Linked DNA regions of Oryctolagus cuniculus: region 1 is linked to region 2. The links are chromatin contacts, called in public Micro-C maps. All regions are on one chromosome and are shown on one strand. The core of a region is the stretch at or near the end of the contact, and the rest is flanking DNA. Distances in the headings are between cores, read along the strand shown. Region 1 overlaps ERGIC1 (endoplasmic reticulum-golgi intermediate compartment 1). Region 2 has its middle 46 kb from the start of DUSP1.

Region 1 (7,079 bases), core at 2,269-4,768, 130 kb after region 2:
CCCAAATACGTTTCTTTTAAAAATAGAAACAACCGAAAAAGGCAGCAGTGCGTGAGAGAGGGAGTGCAGAAAAAGGCAGCAGCGTGTGACGGGAGGCAGCGGGAGTTTCTGGGTGCTGACGTCCGGGTTGCTCTGCCCCTGTTTCAGACCTAAAACGACAGAGGGGGCCAACGGGCCATTGCAGCTCACTTGGCACTCAGCCACCTCCAGAACCCGACCCCCTGGAGAGTCCCTCCCACCCACAGCACTGCTGCAGGGTTGGTCCCAGTGCCGGTCAACCGATTGGGGAGCCGTGAACCTGAAGAGCACCTGCTGTTTGCCACACATGGGGCTGGGGTGGTGCCACCCACTGGCATGGCAGAGGGCACTCACATTCCAAAGGGGAGATGCGTGCTGGATGGTTTTCTGAGCAAGAGGGTCCAGGGAGCGCTGAGGGTATCAGATTGAACTTCGTGCCTGATTCGAGGAACTACCCTCGCTACTGCCACAATGCTTACCCCAGGACCTTAGTTCTGAGCAAAGCTTCTTCAGTGCTCGGGGGAGGGGTCCAGGCCTGACCAGAGGCAGGGGCAGGGATGAAGAGTGGGCACAGCGTAGGAAGTGCCGCCGTGGGGGAGAAACTTCTGTGCGCAGTGAGGATGTGCCCTCTGGTCCCCAGCATGGCGAGGACGGACATGGTGCAGGCAAGCAGGGGTCCACGGGCGGTGCAGGTGGCCTCCGAGGCTCGGGAGACCCGGCTGGTGCAGCCTGCCGGGGAGGGCGGCCGGGCCAGCAGCTCCTGCCTGTTGCCGCCTCCAGTGTTTTTGCCAGGAGGCCGCTTTGATTCACATTTTCCACATTAACTTAATGGTTCGAAAACCCTGACCTTCGATTCATCCGATGTCCCTTATTAAATTCTAAGTCACATCCCATGCAATCAAATGAAGACAATGGGCGGGTGACTCAGTTTGGCAGGAAGGAGCCTGAAGCCCTGGAGGCCAAGACCAGAGCCTTATCAGTGAGATCCTGTGTGGTGTCCTGCACTGGGGAGGGTGGGGTGGGGGTGTAGGGAGCCTGGAGGCCCGGGACACGGCCACAGCGCCAGGCGTGGGCAGAGGGACTTGAGCAGCTCATGAGAAGCAGAGAGCCCTGTTGGAAAGATGGGGCTCCATCGCTCGGGCCAGAGAGCAGTCAAGGCCGTGTATGCCACAGTGCTTAGCTGGGAAGGAAGCCGGTGGCAGGGTGTGCAGAGGCAGGGAGGGAGTCGGGGGCTTCCCCGGGCAGGGATGCTTGAACGTGAGTTGGGGTAGAATTGAGAGAGGGGCGGGGGTGACGTCTAGCCGAGCATCTGTGGAGGCATCACTGTGGGAAAGAGTGAGGGCTATGATGGACAGTGAGGTGCGTTTGCCTGTGCTGCATCAGGCAGTGGGGAGCCATGGCAGGTTCTTGAGCAGGGGATGGCTTAGGGAAGAATAAGTGGATCAAGTGGCTAGAGGAAGGCATGAAGGAAAGGGATGTGGGAGCCCATTAACCTGGCTCAGTGCCGGTGATGGTGAGGACAGTGCTGTCCATCAGGAGGACTGCTCCTTATTCTTGGCACTGGGTGTTCCCAAGACAGAACACACAGTGCCAAGGCTGGCCTGAGACTGACCTGTAGCTTGCCTCCCTGGCCCCACACTTCAGTGTCCCTGTCTATAAGGTGAGGGACCCAGTAATCCAGGCCTGGGTTGTGTGAAGCAAGGTTGTACATATAAAAATCCTAAAGCCAGTGGCAGGTAGGCAGGCAGCTGGCGTTAGGGATGGCTATAGGGGAACGGAAAGGTATTCTGGAGAAAGTGTTGGGGCCCCAAGGCCACTAGTGGGCCTTACGGATAAATGTGTCGGCGTGAGCTGAAGTTCAGGAAAATAATACAGGAAAGCAGTTAGCCACAGTGGTTTACATGTTCTTAAATGAGGCATAAAGGGAATGTCCTTGAGCCTCAGTGTGCCCATCTGTAAAATGGGGCGAATGGTGGTGCCTGCTCTGGGAGGGTTAAATGTGCTGACGCAGGTGAACACTTGGCCTTGGCATTGGACTTGGCCGGGCATAGGTTCTTGATCCTTGAAGAGTCCAGCTCATTGTCAGGTGGTCACGCGCCGTCCTTCCTCTCTGGAGGTGAGAGCAATTCTGTGCTAGTGGTTGCAGAGATGCTTAGGAATTGGCTCCATTTCCTTGCCCGGATGCCTGGAGTAGGCAACTTCTCTCCTTGAGGCTGGAGCTCACTGCCCTGCGTACGGCTGTGGGCAGCCCAGCCCCAGCCACTGCAGCTCCCGGAGTAGGAGTAGTGGGAGTGGTAACACCCGCGCCTCCCCTGCTGCTCTCACCCCGGCCCCTGTTCACTTGTCATCTCCCCAGGCTGCCCAGTCACTCAGTCTTCTGTGCATTCCCTCACCCACGAAATGTTCCTGCTGGTCACGGCACTAGGCCTTGAAGTCCAGGAGGGAATGATGGGGATAGAGCCCCCGCCCGCGTGGAGTTTTGGGTTTCAGTGATTAAACGAAATCAGACATCCAGGTGGAGTTCTGCTCATCCATGGATGTGCTGTGCTGTCACACAGAGGCTCGGACACCTGGGTCTTGCATGGGGTCAGAGAAATCTCACAGCAGTGATACCTGAGTGGCTCCCTAGGTGCCTGCCGTTCACTGGTCATTGAGAGGGCGGGAACAGCATGCACAAAGGCTCTGGGGTAGGCAGATCACCTTCAGCAGGTGGCAGTGGCTGCAGGACAGAGAGCCAGGACTGGCTGGGCCTGGAGGCAGCAGCTGGGACAGGCTGTGAGGGTCAGGCAAATAGGGCATGGTGAGGAGTCATTCCTTGATCGTCTTCTGCCCTTGCTGTATTCTACAAAGAGTCTCACAGGAAGCCCGCTCTGGCTGAAAGGGGAGATGGACCAGTTAAGAGTCTCCTGCAGGGGCTAAGCGGGAAATGGTCTGCACCCCTATGCCCCCATACTCCCATGCCCTTCTTGGGTCATGCACCAGATCAGTGGTACAGGACTGCACTCTTGAGGCCAGCATGCTGGTGAGGATACTCAAAGAGGTCCCAGGCCCTGGGATTGTGTGTCCCAGAGGCAGAGCCAAGAAGATTCTGGCCCAGGCCTTCCTGGGGAGGCAGGGAAGAGGCCCTGCTGTGTGCCAGGCATGTCCAAGTTCAACCTTCCAAGCACCCTATGGGTGTGCGGGGGAGTCCCCCAGGGCTCAAAGAAGGGACACAGATGTGGGAGCTTGGGGAGGGCCTTGCCAGGGTCCTGCCCACAGGGCCTGTGGCTGGGGAGCCACTTGCTAAAGGTCCCCTGGCCTTCTTTGCCTCGGGCCCCCTCTGTGCAGCCTCACTGTGTGGCTTCCTGGGGCCCCGTGGGCTGGCTGGGCAGCTGGCCCCCTCCCCCAGGACGGCTGTGCACCGAGCGCCCACTCTGTGCTTCTCACCCGCCTCCCTTCCTCCCGATCCAGCGGCCACGCTAGGGCCGGTCCCTGTAAATACCAGTCCCCTTACATGCACATTCCTGCCCCGTGCGTTTTCCTGTTTTGATGAGACACTGCACTGGGCTGTGCAAGTTCCCAGGAGGGGACCGGGCCCCGGCCCCGGCCTGCCGGTCATTCAGGAGCCTTGCTCCCGGCCGCGGCCCCACGCCCAGCGCGCTCCACAGCCGCAGGAACCTCAGCTGTGTGAGTGGTGCCGGCCTTGCCTTGCCCCGGTGCCCAAGGTTCCCGTGGCTGCCACCTTATCGCCTTCCCAGCCGACGGAGAGAGGCCGCATTCCAGCCTGGATGACCCTGGCCCCCTCTCTGTTTCCTGGCAGACTGAGGCTGTGAGAGTTCATTGGAGTTCACATCCAGGCGCGCCGGAGCCCTCTGCGTGGACTCACAGGCTGCCTGGAGGACAGGGCGAGGCCTGTCGGGTGCATTAGCTCACTTGTTCATTCGTTCGTTCATTCATTTCTTCTCATGTTCGTTCATCCGAGGAATGCACTGAGCACCTACTATGCGCCAGGCGCAGATCTAGGCCCTGGACCTAGAAAGAGTGGAAGTTAAAAGCATCATGGTAGCAACAGTGCCATCTCCCTGCTCTGTGAAATGTGGCTGTACTCATCAGCCCCACCTCGCAGGCTCAGCTACCACTCCTGGTTGGGGGGGAGGGGTGTCATCGCTTTAAAAAAGCCCCTCTCCTTTCAGGCCCTGGAGCTCTCTGGCTCCCTCACAACCTCCTGGAGTTGGGTGTGGGTTAGATTTCAGCCCTTGCTCTTGGCCTTGCTCAGGTGCCCTTGGGCAGGGGACAGCCTGCCCAGCTGGATACAGTGGCCTTGCCAAGATGACAGCGTGGCCAGTAGGTAGTGGCTTCAGGATTTGGAAAGCAGGTTTCTCCAACTACAGACTCCAAGGTCATTGCTTTGGGGCTTTGGGGTCATAAGTCGGCTGTGCGATCTCATGTTCGTCCCGGGCTTCTGGCCTTGGAGCTGTGCTGTGTCAGCAGGCCTTTTCCTGAGCACGCGGCTCTGCCACAGGCGTCTTTGCTGCAGATATTTGTCCTGAGTTACTATACGCTTTCCATCTTACCTTTGACTCACACTTTACTGTCCCTTGCTCCTGCGTGTTTGTTCGTTACTTGTTCATGCTTTCAACGAGCAGCACTTACTCAGCGCCATGCTCCATGCCAGGGAAAGAGGCGACCAGGCCATGTCCCCAGCCTCAGGTAGCTCAGGTGTGTAGGCAGTGAGCTTAGTTCTCTGATGGGGCAGCAGCAGAGGGCGGGGCGAGGCGTGGAGGGCCTTGTAAGGAAGGGAGCCCACACTGGAGTAGCAATCTTAAGAGTCTGAGCATGGTTCTGCCTCTCACATCCGGCACTCAATCCTCACAACTTGTGAGGAAACTGAGGCTCAGAGCAGTTAACTGACGCGCCCGGGGTGACCCTGGGCTAGGGGTAGAGCTGGGATTTGAGCCCAGGCACGCTGCTCTGAGCCTGTGGCTTCAGCCCTTGCGCCGTGTGCTTGAACGTGAGCTTGCTGGAGAGAGGAGCTGTAACGCAGAGGGAGCCTGGGCTCAGGGCACGGAGTTGGAGTGCTGCTCAGGCCCTTCCAGAACTGGGGACCTCGGTGGGGCTTCTGGGTGAGCTTGTGTGAGGAGGAAGCCCAGGGTGTCAGCCGCGTCAAAAACATACTCCACAGCCAGGCCCTGAGCTCCAAGGTGTTTGGAGCTGTGCCTGAGAGTCTGGGCCGGTGCTGTGTGCAGGAGAAAGGACCCAGCTGCGCTGGTGTCAGCCGGGCCAGCCTCGGTGGGCATCTGGCTCTGTCGCTGAGCGCCAGGGTTACTCTGGGTTAAACCCATCGCCCTCCTGTGCCCTCAGCGCTTTAAGTCCACCGTGGAGAAGGTGCCAGAGTCCTTGCCTGACCTCTGGGGCCGCCTTACTGACCTCGTCTTGTACCATCTGCTTCTCCTAGCCGCAGCCTCCAGGGCTGCCCCTCACGCAGGGGAGCCTCGCACTCAGAGCCTCCACCAGGCACCGGCCGTCCCCTCTGCTGGGAGCGCCTGGCTCCTTGCCTGCCTTCAGGTTTCTGTTGGGAGGCATCTGCCTGAACTCACCCAGCCCGAGGGCTGCCCCATCGCCCCCTGTTCCTCTGCAGAGCCCTGCCCACGCTCAGAGCAGCCACATCTCCTTTCTGCTGCTTTGATGTCTGACCCCACCAGGAGTCAGGCATGGGCCACACCTGCTCTCGTCCCTACTCTTGCCCCCAAGCCACCCACCCATGGGCCCAGTCGTCGTGGACCCCGTTGGTTGGGTAAATGAAGGCCCAGCACCATGCGCATCCGCTGCAGTGGGTGCTGTGGTGTGGCTGGGGCTCATCCCCACCGAAACCCATGCTGAGGCTCCATTCCCTGATGCAGCAGTCCTGGGGGGTGGGCCTGAGGTGGGAGAGGTGTAGGGGCGGAGCTCTCATCAACAAATGAATGCCTTTCTCCAGGGACTTCACTGGCCACCTTGAGTGTAGTCCTCACAGGATGTGACCACCCCACCTTGGGCATGCAGCCAAAATGCATCTGTTTCCTTTTCAGATTACTCAGCCTCAGGTTCTGTTACAGCAGCAGAACATGGGCTGAGACACTTGGGGTGATGATGGAAGGGGTGGGGTGGGGGTGGGCGTAGCAGTGCAGCACGTTAAGATGCCACGTGGGTCATCTGCGTCCCATATCAGAGTGCCTGGGATCAAATCCCACCTCTGCTTCCAATCCAGCTTCCCGCTAACGCATACCCTAGGAGGCAGCAGATATGGCTTAAGTGCTTGGGTTCCTGCCACCCACAGGGGAGACCCAGATGGAGTTCTTGGCTGTTGTGGGCATTTGGGGAATGAACCAGCAAAAGGAGGTTGCTCTCTCCCTCTCCCTCTCCCTCTCCCTCTCCCTCTCCCTCTCCCTCTCCCTCTCCCTCTCCCTCTCTCTCCCTCTCTCTCCCTCTCTCTCCCTCTCTCTCCCTCTCTCTCCCTCTCTCTCCCTCTCTCTCCCTCTCTCTCCCTCTCTCTCCCTCTGTGTGTGTGTGTGTGTGTGTGTGTTTCAAATGGTCAAGGACACAGTCAGTACTTGGAACTTGTTAAACATTGTGGGTGCTGAGCCCCGGGTGTGAATTACTGGTGTAGTTCAGCCTCAGGGAATACAGTGTAGACGTGTTTTTTAGCACTGCAAGGCCAGCCTAGTGCTCAGCAGCTCCAAAACTCGGTGTTATTTGGGGGAGGGGGGAGGCAGAGGAAAGGGAGAGAAAAAAAGAAGAAGAGAAGGAAAAGTCCAGGCATGCAGGGGACCATGTTTCAGTGGAAAGATGTGGCTTCTGGAAGGCCCAGGGGAAAGTTTGTAAATTCCTTCCAGTGATTTTTGGTTTTATGACTAAAATAATAATAATAATAATAATAGGTATTCAATGAATAAATGCAGGAAGAATAACAGAATTTGAAAATCATTGCAAGGACAACCACAGTAGTGATTGCTTCAGTTAAAATCCACTGATGGGTGCTGCAGTTAGCACATAGAAGTTCAAACAGACCATGAGAGTACTTCCAGAAGTTCATAAAAATTGGA
Region 2 (6,667 bases), core at 42-2,541:
CCCTACACACACACACACACACACACACACCCCGGAACTGAGGAACTCTGGGCGCCAGGTTTAACCTGCCAGTGCCCAGAAGCCACGAGAAGTCCATGGCCAGAGGGGCTGGTGGGTCACTGGTAGCCATTAGTGTTTAGTGGTGAGCTTCATCGGACCAGAGCGAGCTGGGCCAGCGCTCAGCATCCCCTCAGGGTCCTTTCTAACAGACACCCTCCCACATGCCCCTGGCCAGGTAGGCACGGGCCGGGAACTGGAGTGGACAGCACCTCCCTGCCCCCAACACACCCCTCCCGCCGCCCGGGGCCCAGCTTCCTGTTTGCCAGGCCAGCACCAGGCCTGGGGCTGGAGGGCAGGAATGTGGACGTGCTGACGTCAAAGCGTGGCCTAGTTCTGGGGAAGTCGGCATGGGAAGGGCTTCCTGCTGGGCCGCCTTTGATCCCAGGCCTGCTCCACCCAGGGGAGTCAGCGCCTCCCAGGGCTCCAGGAACCTGGCTTGTTCTCTGTGGGTGCCTCCAGGTCGAGCTCAGGGTTCTACCAGGCAGGATGGCCTCTGCCTTCCCAGCCTCAGTCCCCTCGTCTGTAGAGTGGGCATAAAAGGCTGCATCTCATTCATCAGATGCATCGTGGGCTCCCACCATGCGCTCGCTCCTCACTGCACAGGCTAAAGGGATGCAAGCCCCCGTAAGATGAGGCTGCCCTGGCTGCCACGGGGCAGGGAGGGAGGGCTCGGAGGGAGGGGCCGCCAGCAGAGAGAGGCGGCTGCGAGGAGGTGCCGGGCTTCAGGGCTGGTTCCCCGAGTCTGCAGGGGCATCGCACAACACCTGCCTCTCAGCCCTGAAGAGCCACTGAGGCGCGGCCGCTGTGTCTGTGGTGTGCCCCACGTGCCACTTCTCAAGCAAGTCCTGTGTGCCCAGGCCTTTATGTGCGTGTCCTCAGCCAAGCCCGAAGGGAGGAGGCTTGGGATGGGTCCCATTTCACAGAGGGATACACTGAGACTCGGAGAGGTGGGGGAGATCACCAGGATCAGAACGGTGGTCTCCCTGACGTCACAGTGTGTCTCCCCCACCCCCCAGGTGGGGAAGGGACCTCTGGACAGTGGCAGGCAGGGGCCTTGGTCCTGACAAGGCCACCATTTCAGAGCACGCACCGGGAGCCCAGCCCATTCTGCCAACCTGACCCTCAGGTCTTGAACTTGAGGAGGTTGGCATAGGCCATGGGAACCAGTGCACGCGCCTGCCTTCCCCTGCCTTGGGGAACCGCCTGTGCCCCCAGAGCAGGAGTCCTAGCCCCTATCTTGCAGTCCCCACGGGGCTGTGGCCTCAGTTTCCCCAGCTGGGACACTGGGCTGGGGGAAGGGCCTTGGGACAGCCTGGAGGCCCCATGAGAGAGCCTGCCCAGGGGCCCACAGAGCCCTCCACGCCCTCTCTGCCCTTCTCCATGACACTGCCTGGCCCCGCATTGAGGCAAAGACCTGAATTAGAATCCAAACTTGGCCATTCCACAGCTACAGGGCATGGGCCAGGCCCCCTCTGCCGGAGTCCACAGGACAATGCTCTCTGCCCGAGTCCAGGGGACAATGGCAGCCGCGTTTCCAGGAAGCGGGAATGAATCCACTACGTCTTCAAAGTGGCGGATGCACTGTGTGACATACAAGGACCAGCTAATCACTCACAGTGCTTGCTCTGGCTGTCATCGTTGGCTGTGTTTGTTTACACCAGGGACTCCAAGGGCCACCTAAGTGCCCTTCCCCTGAGTCACCAGCAGGGGGCGCCAGACACCCCTTGTTAGCGCCCAAGCCAGCGCTCCTTCCACGCGCAGTCACACAGTTGGTGAGAACCAGCCTCAGCGGGTTAAGGTCCTGGCCTGAAGCACCAGCATCCCATATGGCGGTTCGAGTCCCAGCTGCTCCTCTTCCGATCCAGCTCTCTGCTGAAGCCTGGGAAAGCAGTAGAAGATGTTCCAAGTCCTTGGGCCCCCTGCACCCACGTGGGAGAGCTGGAAGAAGCTCCTGGCTCCTGGAGTCAGATTGACCCACTTCCAGTCATTGCAGCTATTTGGGGAGTGAACCAGCGGATGGAAGACCTCTCTCTCTCTCTGTCTCTACCTCTCTTTCAAATAAATAAAATAAATCTTAAAAAAAAAATAAAAGAAGTGGAGGCCCCTCTGGAGGGTTTCTGAGCCTGTTAACCCCAACAATGCTCCAGGCCCACCTCCATGGGGGAGGCGGCTGGGATCTCTCCCCACCAGCTTCCCCTCCTTGCCCCTCCACGGACCCCTAACGCCCTCTCTCCTCCCCTCTGTCTTCTCTACCATTCTTCCTTCTTTCTCTCATTGCGCTCCTACTATGCGCCAGGGTCTATACCGTGAACCAGGAGTGCACAGGGAACTAAGACCCTGCCCTGGGAACCTCCAGGCTACAGGGAAAGAGGGGACCGGTGATGAATAAGCAAGTGAGAAGGAGGAGGAACATCTCACCGCCCTGGCGAGCTTCTGGAGAAAATCAGACAAGGATTGGATGGAAGCGACCACGGCTGACGTGGGCCGAGTGCTCACCAGGGGCCGGGCACAGGTTCGCCCCCACTTTACAGGTGGGGGAGCTGCAGGAGGAACCACAGGCACAGCAGGGTCTTCAGAGGTCCGGGAGGTCCCCAAGGCCACTGGTGAGAAGAGGGCAGAGAGAACGGAGCACAGCTGGGCACATGTGTTTATCCTGTCCTGCGTGCCCGGCTGGGCTGCCCGTGTTGTTTCATGTACATCGTCATCACCACCCAGAGTCCCCTCGCGGTTATGACCCTGGGGGCCTAGGAGGAAAGGTGGCCTGCTCGAGGTCACAGTCAGGGAGTGGCGGACTTGAGACTTGACCGACCCAGGCTCCCTGTGCCCCAGAAGCCACAGAGCCACCCAGAGAGCTGGCTGCTCTTCTTCAGGCCCTGCAGGCTCCCTGGCCATCGCCGTCCAGATTCTTTGAGCTCGCCCACCAGCAAATGTAGTCCACAGCTTCCTGGTCCCACTGTCCAGGTCTAGCACCAGCCCTCCCGTCAACCCGGCTGTTTTCCTCCTCCGCCACACTGTCGTGGTCTATAACTGTCACATGAACTCGCGTGCAGTTGCTTTCCCCGCCAGACTCTACCCTGACCTCTGCGGATCTCGGCACCTCCCAACCGTGTGCCCTGCGCTCCACCGCATGGCCGTGCGGATGCCGCCCTGGGTAAACACACCACGAATGAGAGAGGCCTGAGCCCATCCCACTTGCCCCCCTATCTCTCTCCAGAGCTCAGCACTGTTCCTGTACAGAGGAGTTCAATGAGGATGAATAAACAGATAAATGGACAACGGATTGAATGGAGGTCAGATGGTGGCAGACAAATACACTCATGGATGGATAGGGGGATGGATGGAGGGTGGAGGATGGACCATTGGGAGGGTGGTTGCATGGATGGGTGGATGCATGTGTGGCTGGCTGGATGGATGGATGGAAGGAAGACCATTTGCCCTGAGTCTACATCTACCCATTAATCCACAAGAAGGAAGTCAGAGGAAAGATGACAGCAATGGCCCAGGGAAGAGGCTTTTCCAGTTTGGGGTCATCCAGGGCTGGGGACATGTGACATTGCTGGCGACAGACTATCAGCAAGTTCTGGCAGCTTCTTGTGTGAACCGAACACTGATGCGTGAACCTCAAGAGGTGACCTAGAGCATCTCCTGAGCTTAGCAGGGGGAGGGTGGGGTCCCTGGAGCTTGGAGCAGAGCAGTGAGGCCCATCGAGGCTCTGACTCAGCCAGGAGCCATGGGAGTCTGAGAAACTGGCTTTAAAGCCCCGGCCCACGTGGTCAGGGAGCAGGTGGAACTATGCCCAAGGTGCGGATAAAGAACATGAATGACCCTTCTGAAGGGACCAGACCACGCAGTCAGAGACTGAGAGAGCTGGCTTAGGGGCCTGGGTCAAGAGGACCCCATCTTTGCTTGGCATCTCAGGCAGCGCCTCTGTCTTGAACACCAGGCTCACTGAGGGTTCAGGGGGGTAGTTAGAGGCTCAACTGCCCCTGGTGGGGGGATAGGGGCTTGGGGTGCAGGGACTCGGGCACAGACTCCAGGCCTGCCCTCCATAATGGCTCCTCGTGCTGAGTGACCTTCCCGAAGGACATCTGACCATGTTACATTATTCCCCAGAGGTTTGAGATCCCATCCCTGACCATGGCGTGGTCTTCAGTTACTCAGTCTCTGACCCCTGTCAACCTCTCCAGCCTTGGGCCTCAGCCTCCCAAACCCTGCACCCCTGCCACCCTCTCCGAGATACACTTCCATTTCCTTGAACAGACAAGCCCCGCCTCCTGGCTACACCTTTCAACAGGCTGGGCCCTCTGCCCGGGTCTCCTCCCTGCGCCTCCCTCACCCCACTGGCTCTGTCACCATCCTCAAGACAGCTCTGGCTGCAACCACCATGTCTGACCCACCCACCCCCACGCAGGAGAGTGAGGCAGCTGGCTCCCTCTGCTCCAATTACACGCAGGGCTGAATGCTACCATCGAGGCAATTAGCGCAGGTAGTAATTAGCTGCTTACTCGGCTGCCTCCCAGTTGGGCTGTGAATTTCAGGAGGACGGGCTTTGTGACTTATTCACCTCTGTATCTGCAGCGCCTGGCAGAGCACCAAGCTGCAGTCTTTGCTATTATTTGTGGAAGGAAGGAAGGGAGGGAGGGAGGCAGAGAGGAAGGGCAGGAGGAAGGGCAGGGAGGGTGGCAGTCTACAATCAGCAAAGTCTTCTCTCAAGGCTGGCGTTTCATTAAAAAATTGGGACAACAAGGAAACTTGCGCAGAAGGGACCACGCCTCCTGCCAAGCTGTTTTGCAATGGTCTTTTGTAAACCTGGTAGCTGGCCCTCAACACACAGAGGCAGATGGCACGGACGGGTTCGACCTTAGGGAGGTGGACACCCAGACAAGCCTCCTGCGCCAGGCAAGAGACTCGGGCTCTGGAATTCAAACGTCCCAAGGTACCAGGGCAGCTCTGGCTACAAGCAACTCCGCACCTCCACTCCCTGTAAACACGAGGGTTTACGGCCTGCTGACTGAGAAGTGAACTCTCCGAGGGGTGCCGGCTGACTGCGCGCATCTCCATTGTCTCCACACATCCTCCATGTGGCTTTATCCTAACCTCTCACCTGGGCCCCTGGCTCATTCATCTCTCCAGCAGGAAACACCTGCCAACCCCATTCAAGCACCCATTGGACAGCTATTCCGATTGGAAGGTGTTGGGTGACATAACCACCCCTGAACCAATGCCTGCAGCCAAGGGAATGGATATGCTAATTAGCTCCAGCCCATCAGAGCGCTTCCTGGAGTTGGGGGAGCTCCTCCTGAGAGGCGTAGATACTTAAAAATGGATGTGAGGCTGCTGGGAGGAATGTGTGCTGGGCAACCAATGAATGTCCCCAGCACCCTGCCTCTTCCTGGCTGGGTCACCCTGGGCGGGTCACTCCACCTCCGGAGCTTGGCCTCCTCCCTGTAAAATGGGGAGGAGTCACGTTTCCGGCACAGCATGGCAGCGAAGACTGAGCCAGAGTAGAAAAGCCCAGCCCAGTGGGAGGGACCTGGGATGAGAGTCTGGCCCCACCCTCTCAGCCTCTGAGGTTCTCAGGCTGACCCCCATTCCTGCCACGAGGGAGCAGAGGCCCACCCTGGGAGAAATGTTGCCGAGCAGGCACGTTGTCTGCGGCCTGTGAGACGGGAGAGCACATTTATCCCAGCAGAGTTGGGAAAGGGGGGCGTTCCAGGAAGAGGAGGGGTTGCGTGTCACCTGGACTCAGACTCCATCCCCGCAGCGCCGGGCCCTGCTCATGCTCAGTCTGACCTACCCCACACTCATCTCTGCCAAGCTACACACACCGGTGAGCCTCCCTGGAGCCGGAGAGCCCGAGGTCACAGCCCAGCTGGGCAGTCCTGGGCCATCTCACTGACCTCTCTGCTCCTCTGTACAACAGGGTCATCCCCATTCCTGCCTCCCAGCTGAAGTCACCTGGTTCCACAGCACGTTATTAGTGACCAGTGAAAGGTAGCGGAATTGGTTACATGAAAGCCAGAACGCGCTGTTTTCCCTAACTCTGCCAGTCTCACAGCTGATTTTCACTAAATCTGCTTGTTTCAGAACTCAATCTTGGGTTTTCAGTGGCTCGCTGGACTGCAGGTACCTTAAGGGAGGAGTTGCCCTCCCTTAAGGGGGTGGAAGATTGGAATGGCTGCCCCACCAATGGCAGGTTGTCCTAGAAATGAGTGCAGCCAGCGCTTAGCAGGTGCCGGGCACACAGCTGAGCACCTTACTGCCCTGACTTCACTCATCCTCATAATAACCTGTTCTGTCTCAATTATATGGTTGGGGAAACTGAGGCACAGAGCACAAGGTGACAGCTGGGAACCAGAGGCGCTGTGACTTGAAACTGGGCAGACGGATACGCAAAAGAACATCACATCACGTCTTCAGTGTGGGCGCCCCTAGCTCCTCCCAGCTCTACGTCTGAGGCCCCACCTCTTCGTTCCAAAGGGACATTGGCAAGTGTTCAACAGGCCTCGATGCCACAGGAACAGCCACCTGAGAAGCCAGGAGCAGAAGGAGCTCCCAGAAGCACCGCCAGCATTTTTACTTCCCCCCCGCTGGTGTTTTTAGCTCA

Evidence for each region. Hi-C and Micro-C count contacts between places; a contact is called where the count stands out from the background.
Region 1: a Micro-C map of ear pinna shows a contact between it and region 2, with 5 times the contacts expected there. The contact joins two enhancer-like sites. A contact is called at or near these places in 2 of 6 Hi-C or Micro-C datasets (ear pinna and an unstated tissue).

What each region holds. Positions count from the first base shown.
Region 1 is chr6:59,405,278-59,412,356 of mOryCun1.1, forward strand. The region is part of intron 1 of ERGIC1 (endoplasmic reticulum-golgi intermediate compartment 1); the gene reads left to right. Among named protein-coding and RNA genes, the nearest start is that of ERGIC1, 25 kb to the left of the region's middle. Within about 2 kb of position 3,519, at least 5 of the 8 cell types and tissues checked have an H3K27ac peak or open chromatin away from gene starts, as enhancers often do. A contact at or near this core is called in ear pinna, where this site is marked.
Region 2 is chr6:59,275,455-59,282,121 of mOryCun1.1, forward strand. No RefSeq gene overlaps it. Among named protein-coding and RNA genes, the nearest start is that of DUSP1, 46 kb to the right of the region's middle. Within about 2 kb of position 1,292, at least 4 of the 8 cell types and tissues checked have an H3K27ac peak or open chromatin away from gene starts, as enhancers often do. A contact at or near this core is called in ear pinna, where this site is marked.